2 separate regions of the Pan troglodytes genome follow, and region 2 is linked to region 1. A link is a contact called in public Hi-C data. All regions are on one chromosome and are shown on one strand. Each heading gives the region's core, a stretch centred on a gene start, on an enhancer-like site or on the middle of the called end of the contact. The rest is flanking DNA. Distances are from core to core; before and after follow the strand shown. Region 1 has its middle 24 kb from the start of EPHA2. Region 2 holds the start of LOC107966262 (family with sequence similarity 131 member C).

What was found. A called contact is a pair of places that touch in the nucleus more often than the background predicts.
Region 2: a contact with region 1 is called in a Hi-C map of induced pluripotent stem cells, with 4 times the contacts expected there. The contact joins the promoter of LOC107966262 here to the enhancer-like site in region 1. A contact is called at or near these places in 5 of 7 Hi-C or Micro-C datasets (blood, induced pluripotent stem cells, a lymphoblastoid cell line and 1 more) and 1 of 1 other capture datasets (stem cell-derived neural stem cells).

The regions. Positions count from the first base shown.
Region 1 is chr1:215,023,562-215,030,278 of NHGRI_mPanTro3-v2.0_pri, reverse strand. No RefSeq gene overlaps it. Among named protein-coding and RNA genes, the nearest start is that of EPHA2, 24 kb to the left of the region's middle. Within about 2 kb of position 5,003, at least 8 of the 24 cell types and tissues checked have an H3K27ac peak or open chromatin away from gene starts, as enhancers often do. A contact at or near this core is called in induced pluripotent stem cells, stem cell-derived neural progenitor cells and stem cell-derived neural stem cells, where this site is marked.
Region 2 is chr1:215,129,458-215,136,496 of NHGRI_mPanTro3-v2.0_pri, reverse strand. It overlaps LOC107966262 (family with sequence similarity 131 member C), which reads right to left and starts at 4,845. Exons shown (of 7, transcript XM_024356597.2): 1 at 4,618-4,845. The coding sequence starts at 4,639.

The sequences.
Region 1 (6,717 bases), core at 3,754-6,253:
TCGCAGGCACAGTGGCTCATGCCTGTAATCCCAGCACTTTGGGAGGCCGAGGTGGGCAGATCGCAAGGTCAGGAGATACGGAAGAGAGACTGGCCACCCATGCACTGGGCCCAGGTCCTAACTCGACGTCTGAGTCCTTGTGTGACTGTGAATATGACTTTTCCCCTGGCTGGCCTCAGTTTCCCCATCTTTGTAACAGAAGCCTTGCCTTTGCCGCGGATCCCCTCTCTGCTCTAATATGTTATGGTGTTCTCCTCTCCTTCCATGGAGAGGAATTCTGGAACATCAGACCAGGAGAGCCATCTCCTCTCCCAAAGTGAGAGGGACTGTCCTCAGTGTGGCCTCAATACGTCAACTCCCCTTCACTTCAGGTTCCTTGTCCCCTGTGTGCAAGGGCCCCAGATGCCACCACCAAGGGGAGAGGTGCCACCATGACCTGGTGCACCATTGTCAAAGGTGCACTTTCTTGGGTGTCCGGGGTCATGCCAGGATTCATGCAGGGATAGGAGGGGCTGCCTGGGTGTCAGGGGCCCATTCCACCCCTGTCTCCCACAGCCCCAGGAGTAAAGTCAGGGTAAGTGTGTGGGATTAGTAAGGTGGGGACACGGGAGACTGTCTTTCCAGATTTGGGCAAACTCTTGTCACCAGCGCCTGGCTACTCCGACCTCCCCACTGCCTGGCTTCTGAAAGTGGCCCAAAGAGAAGGGCAGGGAGCCACATGGTCACCTCTGCTGGTAGGGAAAGAAAGACATGCTCCCAGGAGCCTATGAAGGGTGAGGCACCAGCCCTATTTCTGCCATCCCCTGACGCACCTCCAAGGGCTGCAAAATGTGACCTTCCCCTGTCCTCACCAGTCCCTGAAGATCCTGCCACCTCTAGTTTGGAACATGGAAATGACTCCTTATAAGAGCCTTAAAGGTAGCAACCATTACCACCCACTTTACAGATAGGGAAAATGAGGCACAGAAAGAGGAAGCATTTGCCTGAGTTTACACTGAGTGGTGTGCCCAGTTGGCTCTTGCAGGCTCAGGGAGAGTAGATTGTTCCATTTTCATGCATTTTGCAAGCCAAGTTTCATTGGTTGCTTGAAGTCAACTGTAGTGGGAGTATTTACACCACAACAATCAGCAGTGACACTCTTCTTTTTCCTTTTTTTTTTTTTTTGAGACAGAGTCTCACTCTGTCGCCCAGGCTGGAGTGCAGTGGTTCAATCTCGGCTCACTGCAACCTCAGCCTCCCAGGTTCAAGCAATTCTCATGCCTCAGCCTCTCAAGTACCTGGGATTACAGGTGCCCACCACCATGCCTGACTGATTTTTTTTATTTTTAGTAGAGATGGGGTTACACCATGTTGGCCAGTCTGGTCTCGAACTCCTGACCTCAAGTGATCCACCTGCCTCAGCCTCCCAAAGTCCTGGGATTACAGGCGTGAGCCACCACACCTGGCCTTCTTTTTACCCTTTTCATTTTTTTTTCTCTTTTCCTTTTAGAAAGCAGGTTGTTAAACATTTACCAGCTCACCACTGGCTGGAGGCCACAGCATTTATAGCGTCTCAGAAGGGTCTGGAGCTTAGAAATTTTAAGAGCTTAGCAAGACTCCTCCTGTGTCTCAGGACCTGTGACGGATCTGAGCCTGTCTGACACCAAAGCCAAAGAAATGCCTTCCTTCCCTCACGAGGCCAAGAGTTAGCGTCTCTTTCTACCCCATCATGACAACTTCCTGTCCAGGGCAAGAAACTGTCCTGATTGTCCCTTGGGGGCAGGGATTAAAGGTACTACAGGTTCAGAGCCCCTGGCTAGCTTGCCCTGCCCTCTGACCACGTATGATCAATTCCATAAATATTTACCCAGCGCCTCACTTAACCTCCCTGAGCCTGTTTCTTCAAAGCTGCAAAATGGGGCCCTTCAGCCTGACTACTTTAATTCATCCATCCACCCATTCCTTCAGTTAGCGGCTCCCCTGTGCTGGGTGGTGTTTTTGAAGGATACTGGAGTTGGGATGCCTGCTTTGAGTCCTGGCTCTGGCACTGGCTTCCTCGGTACCATGGGCCTCAGCGTTCCCATCTGTACAATGGCACCCACATAAGGGTTCCTTCCAACTCCTTTCCCCATCTCAGGGGGTTGTTGCGGGATATCGGGGCTGGGGAACCTTGGCTAGCTGAGGAACTAGGCTAGCTGACACACAAAGGACCAGCAACAGTCCACGCCCTGGAGACAGAACACGCCCACGTGATTCACACCGGCAGCAGCGGACTCTGTTTCTGTTGCCTTGAATGAGGTGCGCTCTAGTCTTGCAGAGTTTAGAAAACAAGGAGGTGTGGAATGTTCAGGGAAGACTTCCTGATGAGGTAATAATAATACAGGAACAGCTAATATTTGATGAGCACTTGCTGTGTGCCAGGGCTTGTGCTAATCGCATGCTTCATCTTATTTAATCCTTGCAAAGAACTTGCCGGGTGGGAACGCATGTGCTACCCGTTTTGTAAATGAAGAACCTGAAGCCCAGAGAGTGGAAGTGATTTGACCAAGGTTTTTTTTTATTATTATTGTTATTTTTTATTTTTTTAGACAGAGTCTCACTCTTGTCGCCCAGGCTGGGGTGCAGTGGTGCAATCTTGGCTCACTGCAACCTCCACCTCCTGGGTTTGAGTGATTCTCCTGCCTCAGCCTCCTGAGTAGCTGGGATTACAGGCGCCCGCCACCACGCCTGGCTAATTTTTGTACTTTTTTTAAAAATAGACAAGGTTTCAACATGTTGGCCTGGCTGGTCTCAAACTCGTGACTTCAGGTGATCCGCCCTCCTCGGCCTCCCAAAGTGCTGTGATTACAGGCGTAAGCCCCGCGCCCGGCCAAGGTTATTCATTTATTTAGAAAACATTGATTGATGGGGAGCTTTTGTTGAGTAGAGTTTCAGTTTGGGATGATGAAAAAGTTCTGCAGATGGACGGTGGCGAAGTTGCACAGCAGTGTGAATGCACTTAATGCCACCGACCCGTACACTTCCAAACGCTTAACATGGTCGATTTTATGTTACATATATGTTACCACCATAAAAACACAAATGAAAAAGATTTACTGGGCCGGACATGGTGGCTCACACCTATAATCCCAGCACTTTGGGAGGCTAAGGCAGGCAGATCACTTGAGGTCAGGAGTTCGAGACCAGCCTGGCCAACATGGTGAAACCCCGTCTCTACTAAAAATACAAAAATTAGTCAGGCGTGGTGCTGCACACCTGTAGTCTCAGCTACTCGGGAGGGTAAGGCAAGAGAATCACTTGAGCCCGGGAGGTGGAGGTTGCAGTGAGCCGAGATTGTGCCATTGCACTCTAGCCTGGGTGGGTGACAGAGTGAGACTCCATCTCAAAAAAAAAAAAAAAAAAAAAAAAATTTACTGGTCCCCTGCTGTGTTTTAGGCATGAGTCAGATGCTGTGGATATAGCAATGAACACAGCAGACAAAAGTCTCTGCCTCTGTGAAACTGACATTGGAGAACAGCAGTCTAGAAGAACTTGCTGTGGATGGAATGATGAATGGATAGAAACATTTTACATCTGCTCCGCACTGGCTGCACGCGGCTACTGAGCACTTGAGATGCGTCTGGTGCACCTGAAGAGCTGACTTTAATTTTATTTCATTTTAATTAATTTAAATTAATTATTTATTTGAGACAGAGTCTCGCTCTGTCACTCAGGCTGGAGTACAGTGGCGCAATCACAGCTCACTGCAACCTCTGCCTTCTGGGCTCAAGCCAGCCTCCTACCTCAGCCTCCTGAGTAGCCAGGACTACAGGTGTACGCCACCACACCCAGCTAATTTTTTGTGTGCTTTTTGTAGAGATGGGGTTTCACCATGTTGCCCAGTCTGGTCTCGAACTCCTGACCTCAAGAGATCCACCCACCCTGGATCCCAAAATGCTGGGATTACAGGCATGAGCCACTGCGCCCGGCCTCTAGATTTAAATAGTACCTACAGAACTGGCCAGTGCAGCTCTAAAAGGTCAGCAGCATGTGAGTGGGAGAGCTGGGCCTGGCTGTGTGTTATTCACGTTCTTGAGCGTTGGCTTTCCACAGTTTGGGCCTCTGGCAGCAGAATCACCTGGGAAGCCAAAACTTCAGATCCCTGAGATCCCAGACTCCCTGAATCAGAATCTCAGAGGCCAGGGCTTGGGCGTCTGCCCATTTACCACACACCCCAGCTGATTCTGATGCACATGAGGTCAAGTTTGAAACCCACCCCACTGCCCTAGTTGTTCAAGACTCCCAGCGCTGGCTGGATGCAAAGTCTTATGCCTGTAATCCCCGCTCTTTTGGGAGGCCAAGGCGGGCAGATCACTTGAGGTCAGGAGTTCGAGACCAGCCGGGCCTACATAGTGAAACCCCGTCTCTACTAAAAATACAAAAATTAGCTAGGTGTGGTGGTGGGCGCCTGTAATCCCAGGAGGTGGAGGTTGCAGTGAGCCGAGATCGCGCTGCTGCACTGCATCCTGGGCAACAGAGCGGGACTCCGTCTCAAAAAAAAAAAGACTCCCGGCCAGGAAGAGAGCTTGAATGAAGTCTGACCTGCACCAGGCCTTCTGGGCCCAGACCAGGCCTGCTTAGGGGCATGTGCCCTGCTCAGAACTTCCCCATCCCAGCTAACCCAGAAGATAGCTGGGATGAAGATAGCTACTTCCGGCTACCAGCCCATGATTCTTTGCCAGCCTGCACTGTTCCCTGAAGAGCAAAAAGACTTGGAATTTCCCTGCTCTATCCAGAGGGGCTGGGATGAGGGGTCCTGAGTTCCCTTATCCCATGTCCTACCAACCTCTGGGGCTCTCCAGTCAGCCAGCTCGAGGCTCTGGCCCTAGCTGGTGGGCAATGGGCGGGAGAGGCTTGGCCCAGCACCCCACCCCACAGATCAGCCTGGTCCGGCAAGCGGAGGAAGGAAGCAGAGGCAGCCGGGGCCAGCGGACACAGGGCTGGGGGTGACGCAGGCCTCAGGAATTTGAAAACAAACACTTCGCCAGGGAAGGAAGAGGCTGCTGTTGGCTGCTGAGCCCGGGCGGGCCCAGGTCCCTCCCTTTCAGGGCAGGGGTGAATCCCAGCGCTGCTGACCGTGGCCTCCGGCTGGACCCAGTGCTCGGGGAGTTTCCACTCCGCTGGTGGTATGGGAAGGTCATGGGAGGTGTGGGGGGATCCAGGCTCTGTCCAGATACAGGAGCATCCTGGCTGGGGTGAGGACAGGAAGGGACAAAGAGCTGGGAAAGCCACGAGACCCCAGGAGAAGGCTCAGCAGCAACAGGATGCCTCCTCAAGCATTTATTGAGCACCCATGGTATTCCAAGAACTGAGAACATAAGCACTGCCTAGCTGGGGAGATCAGGGGAAGCCTAGAGCCCTGTGGCCTTCCTGGAGGAGGTGGCATTGAACTGAGCCCTGAAAGGTAAACTAGGACCGGGGAGGACAGAATCTTACAAGTCTCCCCGCTTCACACTCCCAGAGCCGGCGCTCAGTGAGTGCGTGAGTGAGTAAGCGGCTGACCAGCGACTATGCAGCATGAATGAATGACAGACTGAATGACATGAAGCCTGGAGTCTCAAGGCCGAGACTGCAAAAGAGGAATCCATCCTCCTATCCCCTCTGCTCTGAACTCTCTTCATGATCCTGAAGGTGCTTGGTACCTGGAGACTACGGAGCCAGCCTGCCGGGGTTCTAGTCTGAACTCAGTCACTTCCCAGCTGTGTAACTTTGGACAAGTTACTTAACCTCTCTGTGCCTCTGGTCCCTTCTCTGTAAAGTGTAGTCATCGGCCGGGTGCGGTGGCTCACGCCTATAATCCCAGCACTTTGGGAGGCCAAGGCAGATGGATCACTTGAGGTCAGGAGTTCGAGACCAGCCTGCCCAACATGGTGAAACCCTGTCTCTACTAAAAACACAAAAATCAGCCAGGTGTGGGGGCAGGCACCTGTAATCCCAGCTACTCGGGAGGCTAAGGCATGAGAATTGCTTGAACCCAGGAGGCGGAGGTTGCAGTGAGCTGACATCTCGTCACTGCACTCCAGCCTGGGCAACAGAGTGAGACTCAAAAAAAAAAAAAAAATACAGAGGTAATCATAGTGCCTCCTTCACAGGGTTTTTGAGAGGACTGAATGAGTTTTACAAGTGAAGTGCTTAGAACGACGTTGCACATGTAGTGAGAACTACACGAGTGTTGGCCAATGCTATTACTGAGGTTCCAGCTTACGCGTTCATTGAGTCACTCACTCACTGTTCATTCACTGATTCGCTCCTACATGCCATCCGCCACTTACACACCCCTCCCTCTTCACCGTCATCTGTTAAGCAATCCCCGTGTGCCAGGCTCTCTCCTCTCGGTCCTCCCAGCCCCCCTTTGCCAGTCTTGGATGGTGCCCGCCGTGCTGCCAATTACCCTAACAATTTCATTAATTCCTCTCAAGCCCAAAACAAACAAGAAGGACCTATCTGGAGCAGGGGTCACGTGCTAAGACCAGAAGCAGGTGTGGGACAAACCCTCTAGGACGAGTTCTTTGACCAAAGTTCATCACCGGAGCTGCTCCAGAGATGGCCAGGCCTCCCCACCTGCAGGTGCCCGGCCAGTGCCCCCCACCCCGGGCAGCCTCACCCACTCTCCTCTTTGAGTAAAGGTAAAGGGACTTGCCCAAGGCTGGGTTCTTCCACATCCCGACTGCACCTGTCCACATTTCAGCTTCATTCATG
Region 2 (7,039 bases), core at 3,596-6,095, 110 kb before region 1:
CCTCTGGGAACATCTTGCTCCAGCCTCACCTCCCCCAAGCGACCTGCCCAGATTGGCCTCTGCTGGATTAGGTACCTCACCTGTGGTCCTAATGGCCAAAGTCTGGCCTGCAGTGATTTGCCGCCACTGTTTACTGAGCAGGTGTGACAGTACTGTGTCAGGTACTGTCTGTCCTAGGCCTGTTCACCCATGATCTCTCATTTAACCCACACAACAATCCTGCAAAGTACATGTTATGCCCATTTTACAGATAGGGAAACGGAGGCTCAGAGAGGATAAATCACTTATGCAAGGTCACCTGCTAATAAGCAGCAGAGATGAGGGTCACACTTCGGCCCTTGTGAAACTCCAAAGCTTGTGCCCCAACCACTAAACAGTGCTGATCTCCAGACAGGGTCCTTGGGGCATCCTTCCAAGGGTTCATGCATACTGCCTCCCCCATTAGGCTACTCCACAGGCAAAGCTATACCTCTCTTATCAGACTGTGAGCTCCCGAAGGGCAAGGTCCCACCTACCCTTTCCTCAGTGCCTGGTGTAGGACTGCTCAGGACTTGGAAACTATGGGTGGCTCTGGTCGGCCCCCTTAGAGCTTGTGCCTTCACCCAGACATGATCAGATGTCTGAGTTTCCAGAAGAAAATTCTCGGTCTCTAATTTCTACTCTCACCCCCGACCCCACCGGCCCCCAGTGCATTGGATACCCCCAAGGTGGGGCCAGGAGGCTGATCAGTTGGCCTGGAGGAGAGGGCTGGGGCATGAGTGAGGAGGCAGAGTGGTTATGGCACCAAGGGCATGGAGCGGGTACTGAGCCCCTGGAACTGGAGGGAAGGGGGGCAAATATTCCTCTCTGTTCCATACAGACTGCCACTGGTTGCAGAGCCCCAAACAAATAGGGACCATTCAAGTGTTCCAAGAGGTTGTTTTTCTAAGCACTGGCCATATACTTAGCACCTCTTTTTGTTTCTGAGACAGGGTCTTTGTTGCCCAGGCTAGAGTGCGGTGGAGTAATCACAGCTCACTGCAGCTTCGACCTCCTGGGTTCAAGCCATCCTCCTGCCTCAGCCTCCTAAATAGCTGGGACTACCAGCACACACCACCACACCTAGGTAATTTTTTAAAAGTTTTTTGTAGAGATGAGGTCTCACTATGTTGCACAGGCTGGTCTTGAACTCGTGGGCTCAAGCGATCCTCCCGCCTCAGCCTCCCAGTATTTAGATTATAAGCGTGAGCCATAGCACCTCTCTCTATATAGGGACATAAGAAAGCAAAGGACGGGGTTTCCACACTCAGGCTCTGGGGTCACATTGACCTGGATTCAAGTCCTGCCTCTCCATGCCCTGGCCATGTGACCTGAGGGAAGACCCTCCTGTTCTCTGAGCCCCACGTCCCTTGTCACAGGGTTGAATGAGAACTAACTAGGTCAGGAGAGCAAAGGCTCAGCCTGGCTCAGGATAAGCGCTCAACAAACGGTAGCTTAAAAATAGATAATGAACACAAAATAGCTCCTGGAAACAGCGTTTGTTGCCTTAATCTGGTCCCAATCACTTTCTTAATGTCCTCAGCACCTCGAGTGCCTGCCACCCGCTGCCTTTCCCATGAGGCAGGATGTGGCTTAAAACCTCTGTAGGTTTCCCCTTCCAGACATGAAGGCCCGCATTAGCTGTCTGCACAGACAGGTAATAAAAATTAAAGGCCAGGTGCAGTGGCTCACACCTGTAATCCCAGCACTTTGGGACGCCGAGGTGGGAGGGTGGCTTGAGGCCAGGAGTTCGAGATAAGCCTGGGCAACATAGTGAGAGCCTGTCTCTATTATAATATATACAATATTAAAAGTAAAAGTAAAAATGAGAGCAATAGCTAATATGTACGAGTGCTTACTATGTGTTGGGTACTGGTCTGAATGCCTTACATGAATTAAGCCATTTAGTCCGCCCAGCAACCCTATGACATCAATACTATTATAATTCCCATTTTAGAGATGGGAACACTGAGATACACACACAAGGTCAAGTCACTTGCTGAGGTCACAGAGCTAGTAAATGGTGGAGCCCTGCTTCGTATTCTGCACTCCTAGCCTCTCTACCAAGTAGGCAGACGCTAACTGCTACCGATGCTGGGATGGGGTGATTTTCCCAGGTGTGGCCTGACCTTGGTTTTGGGGTTTGGCTGGGTGGCCCCAGCTGGGTGCAAGCTCTGGGCTCAGTATGGGCATCAGCCTGAGGCCTGCAATCCTTGGCCTTGGCCAAGGGTGGACGCACTCCCTCCACCCTTCCTTCTGTAGCAGTGCCTACCTGGCCTAGGAGGCACTGAGCGCTCAGAGGCTATGATTAGCAATTGATTGCTGGTGCAGGGGCCAGGTGGGGGGTTCAGGAGCCCACAGCAGCCTGCAGCTCCAGGAGAGTAGACAGGTGCAGGCACCAGGGCCGAGGGCTGGCTGTGAGTGCAGAGACTGAGGCCCTAGGCTGTGGAGTCAGCATGCCATGGTTTAAATCTTGGCTTATACTATCCTAGCTGTGTGGCCCTGGACAAGTCACTCCACTGCCCTCTGCCTCAGTTTTCCCACTTGTAAGATAGGGACTGTGTTCATATATAACCCAAACTAGCTTTATCTGCCTAAAACTTTCAGACTAGTATGCACTCGGAGAGCATCAGTGATGAGGAGAGGGCTGGGTGGGTCAGTGATGCAGCCACCCAGAGTCTCTGGGACCCTGGCCGTCCCCTGCCCACGTGGCTCCCCATATTCCTTTCACCTCAACCCAACTTTCCTGGATGCATGTTGAGACTGTCAGGGGCCCCGTCCTCTCAGGAGGGGGACAAGGCTGGACTATACAATTAGATCTGGGGGGCGCTGAGGAAGCCCAGGCTGCAGAAGGAAGGGTGGAGAGAGCGTATCTTGGCTGCTGTGGCCCCAAAGAGCCCTGGCAGAGGGGGCGGTGGAGGGAGCCCCCGGTGTGGGGTCAGAGGACCTGGGCCCCAGCCTCTCAGGGTGACCTTAGCAGGCGTCTCTTCCTCCCCGGCCTCTGTCCCATGCTCAGTGGGTTCTCAGTTCAAAGGCCAGTCCCTCTGGGCTGGGACCCCAAGGTGCCTGACATGGGGTGGCCAAGTGAAGGGGAAGGGACACGGCCACTGAGGAAACACTCAGATCCCCTCCACCTGGAGCTGGCCCCAGCCAGAGACTGCCTAGAACCTTTGGGGTTTCTGGAGCCTGGTGCTCCTAAAGAACCCTCAGCACTCCTCACTCTTCAAGCTTCCTTCCCCTCCCGCTAGGCTGCAGGCCTCCCGGACCAGGTGCTGTGCTGGGTTCCTTGCTGCTGGATGCCCAGCATGCACACGGTGCCTGGCACACGGCAGCTATCATGTTAATATCAGCTTAATGCATGGATAAGTAAAGGAACCCCACACAGCCTGACCCTGTACCTTCCCCTTCCCCAGCCGGGATTCCACCCCGATACCTCCCAGAGACATCCTGAGCCACTTACCTGAATGCCCACAGGAACTCCTGAGCAGAAGCCCTTCGAGTCCAGAGGATGGGGGAAGGTCACTGTGCTCCTTGCTCAATACCCCCAGGACAAGGTCCCCTCTATTCTGGGTAAGCTACTAGGGGTGATGGGTGTGGTGGTGGTCAGTGGGTTTGGCCTCAGCCTGCAGAGCCTGAACCAAGGCCAAAGCCACCCCCACTCCCAGTCACACCCCCCTGATCCCACTGTGGGGTGAACAGACCAAGGTGGGAGAAGGGCTCAGCCCAATCGCTTGTCTAAATGTTGCCCAACCGCCTGTTGGAAAGCTGGTGGTGATGGGTGGGGGTGGAGGTAGAGGTAGGGGGCTCCAAAGACCAAACTGCCCATCCCCCAATCTCTGTGCAAGACTGTGTGTCCCCTACTCACAGATAGAAGAGGCTGGGGCCTGCCCTGGGCCCCCAGGCAAGGGCAGGTCCCCTCCACCTCCTTGGGTACCACGTGGGGGAGAGTGGAGGGTGACAGGTCAGACACAGAGAGAAAGGCCCAGGGGTAACTGGGAACATCAGCTGTGCTCTGGCCCTTCTGTCCCCTGTCCAAGGATGGGGGTGGGGAGGAGGATTAGGGGGCAGGGGAACCTTCTTTATAACCTGTGCCCCACCATTAACCCTTTCCTGCCAACAGGGTTCAGGGGCTCTGCAGATGGGGGCACCCGGTAAGACGTGGGAAGGGGCTGTGGGGGTGAGCTGGTAAGACCTGTGTCTTGGGGAGGGGTGGGAAAGGGAGGGTCTGCTAGTTCTCCCGGTGCCCGCAGTTCCTCCGGGAAGCCAGGAAGAACCAGAGCCCCCTTCCCTCCCAGGCACCCGGCAGGGGGTGTGTGGCTGTAGGGATGAGAGCGCGGCACGGCACGGGACCCTGCTTCGTGTCACCTGCGGGGCTGCAAACTGGGGCGGGGATGCGGTGACCTCTGCACGTGCGCTCTCTGCGCTGCCCCCGCCCCCTACCGTCCCTAGCTCTGTCCCCCTCAGGACGCCGCGTCCCCGGGGGTGCGGCGGGGCCGTGAAGGGCGGGTCGCCAGCCCCATCCCCCAGGTCTCCGAGCGGCGAGGGGACTGCGCGGGTCCCCGGCACCCGATCCCCCCGCCCCCGGCCGGGCCCCCTCACCTCGCGACACGCAGGAGCCCATCACGGGGCCGCGGGGCCGGGCCGCTGCGCCCGGGGTGCGTGGGGCCGCGGGGCGTTCATGTCTCCGCGGGCCCGGGGCTGAGCGCTGCGGAGCCAGAGGACGCGCGGGGCGGGGGGCTCGGGCGCCCTCAGCTCGGCCTCAGCTCCAGCCTGGGTCGTCCCCGCTGCCGCCGCGCCCGGCTCGCCTCGCGCCGCCGCCTCCCGCGCCGCCGCCTCCCGCGCAGTGCCCGCCGCTGCCAGGGGAGGGCGACACCGCGGGGCGCGGCGGGCGGGGCCCGGGGGAGCGCAGCCGGGAGGCTTGGGCGCACCTGTGGCCGCAGAGCGCGGGAGGGCCATCTCTGTCCCTTCGGGGCTCCCCCACCTCCCGGGGTTGCCAGGGCTGAAGGTCAGGGAAGGGGACGGAGGGGGCGGGGAGACTCCTGGCATTTGGGGCACAAAGTAAACAACATGAATTTAACCACAACAACGACGACTGGGCACGAAGGCTTGGGAGCGAGGAGGGGTGCGCGCAAGAACAACAGGTTCATTGGGCCTATTTTGCAGAGGATGAAAGTGAGGCTCGCAGAAGTTAGAGGCCTTGCCTGAGAGCCCTAAGCTGTGAATTCAGCGACTTTTGACTGTCAGCGCCTCATTCAGAGCTATTGAAATTAACATATGCAAAATAATATATGCCCAGAGGTGGGGTAGAGAGAGTGCGGGTAGATAGTGCGCTGGTGGCCTGGCGGCGGGATGAAGGGTCTCCAGCGATGGTTGAAGAGGGGGGCAAGGCTGCCTCTCAGGGCTTGTCTAGGGCAGCGTAAACTGAGGCACGGGTTTTTTTCCCCAGCCCTGGACGGCCTCTGTAGTCATTCACACTCACTCGCACGTACCTACACACACACTCTCCCATGTGTACATACCCCTCATTCACACACTGATGGTCATACACACACATATATATGCACACTTGCATTTACATACACGCACACACACTCACATACCTACACATGAATACACAGTCTCCCATGTGTACATACCCACTCACACCCACACAATGGCAGTTATACACTCACATTGAAGCACGCTTGCATTTACACACACACACACACACACACATCCCAGCTCCTGAGGTGTGAAGATCCTTTAGCAAAATTTCCCATGCACATAGCACTCAATGTCAGTGTCTGAGACCCTCACTCACACATAGCATCTCGCTCTCTCCTTCATGCCCACCTGTGCATCAGGCAGGGCAGGCACTCTTGTGTCTGTTTTCCAGTTGAGGCAGCCAGGTTCACTGGTGGCAGCAGAGAAGTGTTTTGAAGAATGAATAAGGAGGGGCCAGGCGCGGTGGCCCACGCCTGTAATCCCAGCACTTTGGGAGGCCAAGGCAGGCAGATCACTTGAGGTCAGGAGTTCGAGACCAGCCTGGCCAACATGGTGAAACTCCGTCTCTACCAAAAATATAAAAAATTAGCTGGGTGTGGGCTTGGCAAAGTAGTTCATGCCTGTAATCACAGCACTTTGGGAGGCCGAGGTGGGCGGATCACCTGAGGTCAGGAGTTTGAGACCAGCCTAGCCAACATGGTGAAACCCCGTCTCTACTAAAAATACAAAAATTAGCCAGGCATGGTGGTGGTGGGCGCCTGTAATCCCAGCTACTCAGGAGGCTGAGGCAGGAGAGTTGCTTGAACCCAGGGTACAGTGAGCCAAGACCATGCCACTGCACTCCAGCCTGGGCTACAAGAGAGAAACTCCGTCTCAAAATAAATAAATAAATAAATAAATAAATAAAAAGCTAGGTGTGGTGGCACAAGCCTGTAATTCCAGCTACTCGGGAGGCTGAGGCAGGAGAATTGCTTGAACCCGGGAAAGTGGAGGTTGCAGTGAGCCGAAATCGTGCCACTACACTCCAGCCTGGGTGGCAGAGTGAGACTCTGTTTCAAAAAAAAAAAAAAGAATGAATAAGGTTTGAGGCAGCAGCGTGGGATAGGGCTGGAGGCCTCTCAAGGGGCAGGATCTGGGCCAGGGCGCACTGCCAGAGCAGCTGAGCCAGGGAGTGGGTGCTGACTTCTTTCTCTTTCTCTAAGCTAGGTGCTGTCTGCCAAGTAAAGTCCGGGTGGAGAGAGGTTCTGTGCCTGGCCCTGGTGTCAGCAGACCTGGGTGAATGAGGGCTTAGCTCACACAAGCTGTGCGACCTTGGGTAAGTTGCTTCGCCTCTCTGAGTCTCAGATTTTTCATCTGTTAACTTAGGGTAAAAATCTCACCTCGTGGGATTGCTGTGAGGGCTGATGAAATGAATATATGCAAAATGACTGGCACGTAGTAGGTACTCAACTTAGGACTAAAAATAAATAATAGTGATAGTGAACACAAACAGGTATGATGTGTTATTACTCCACCACAGCTTCCCAACAGCCACAGG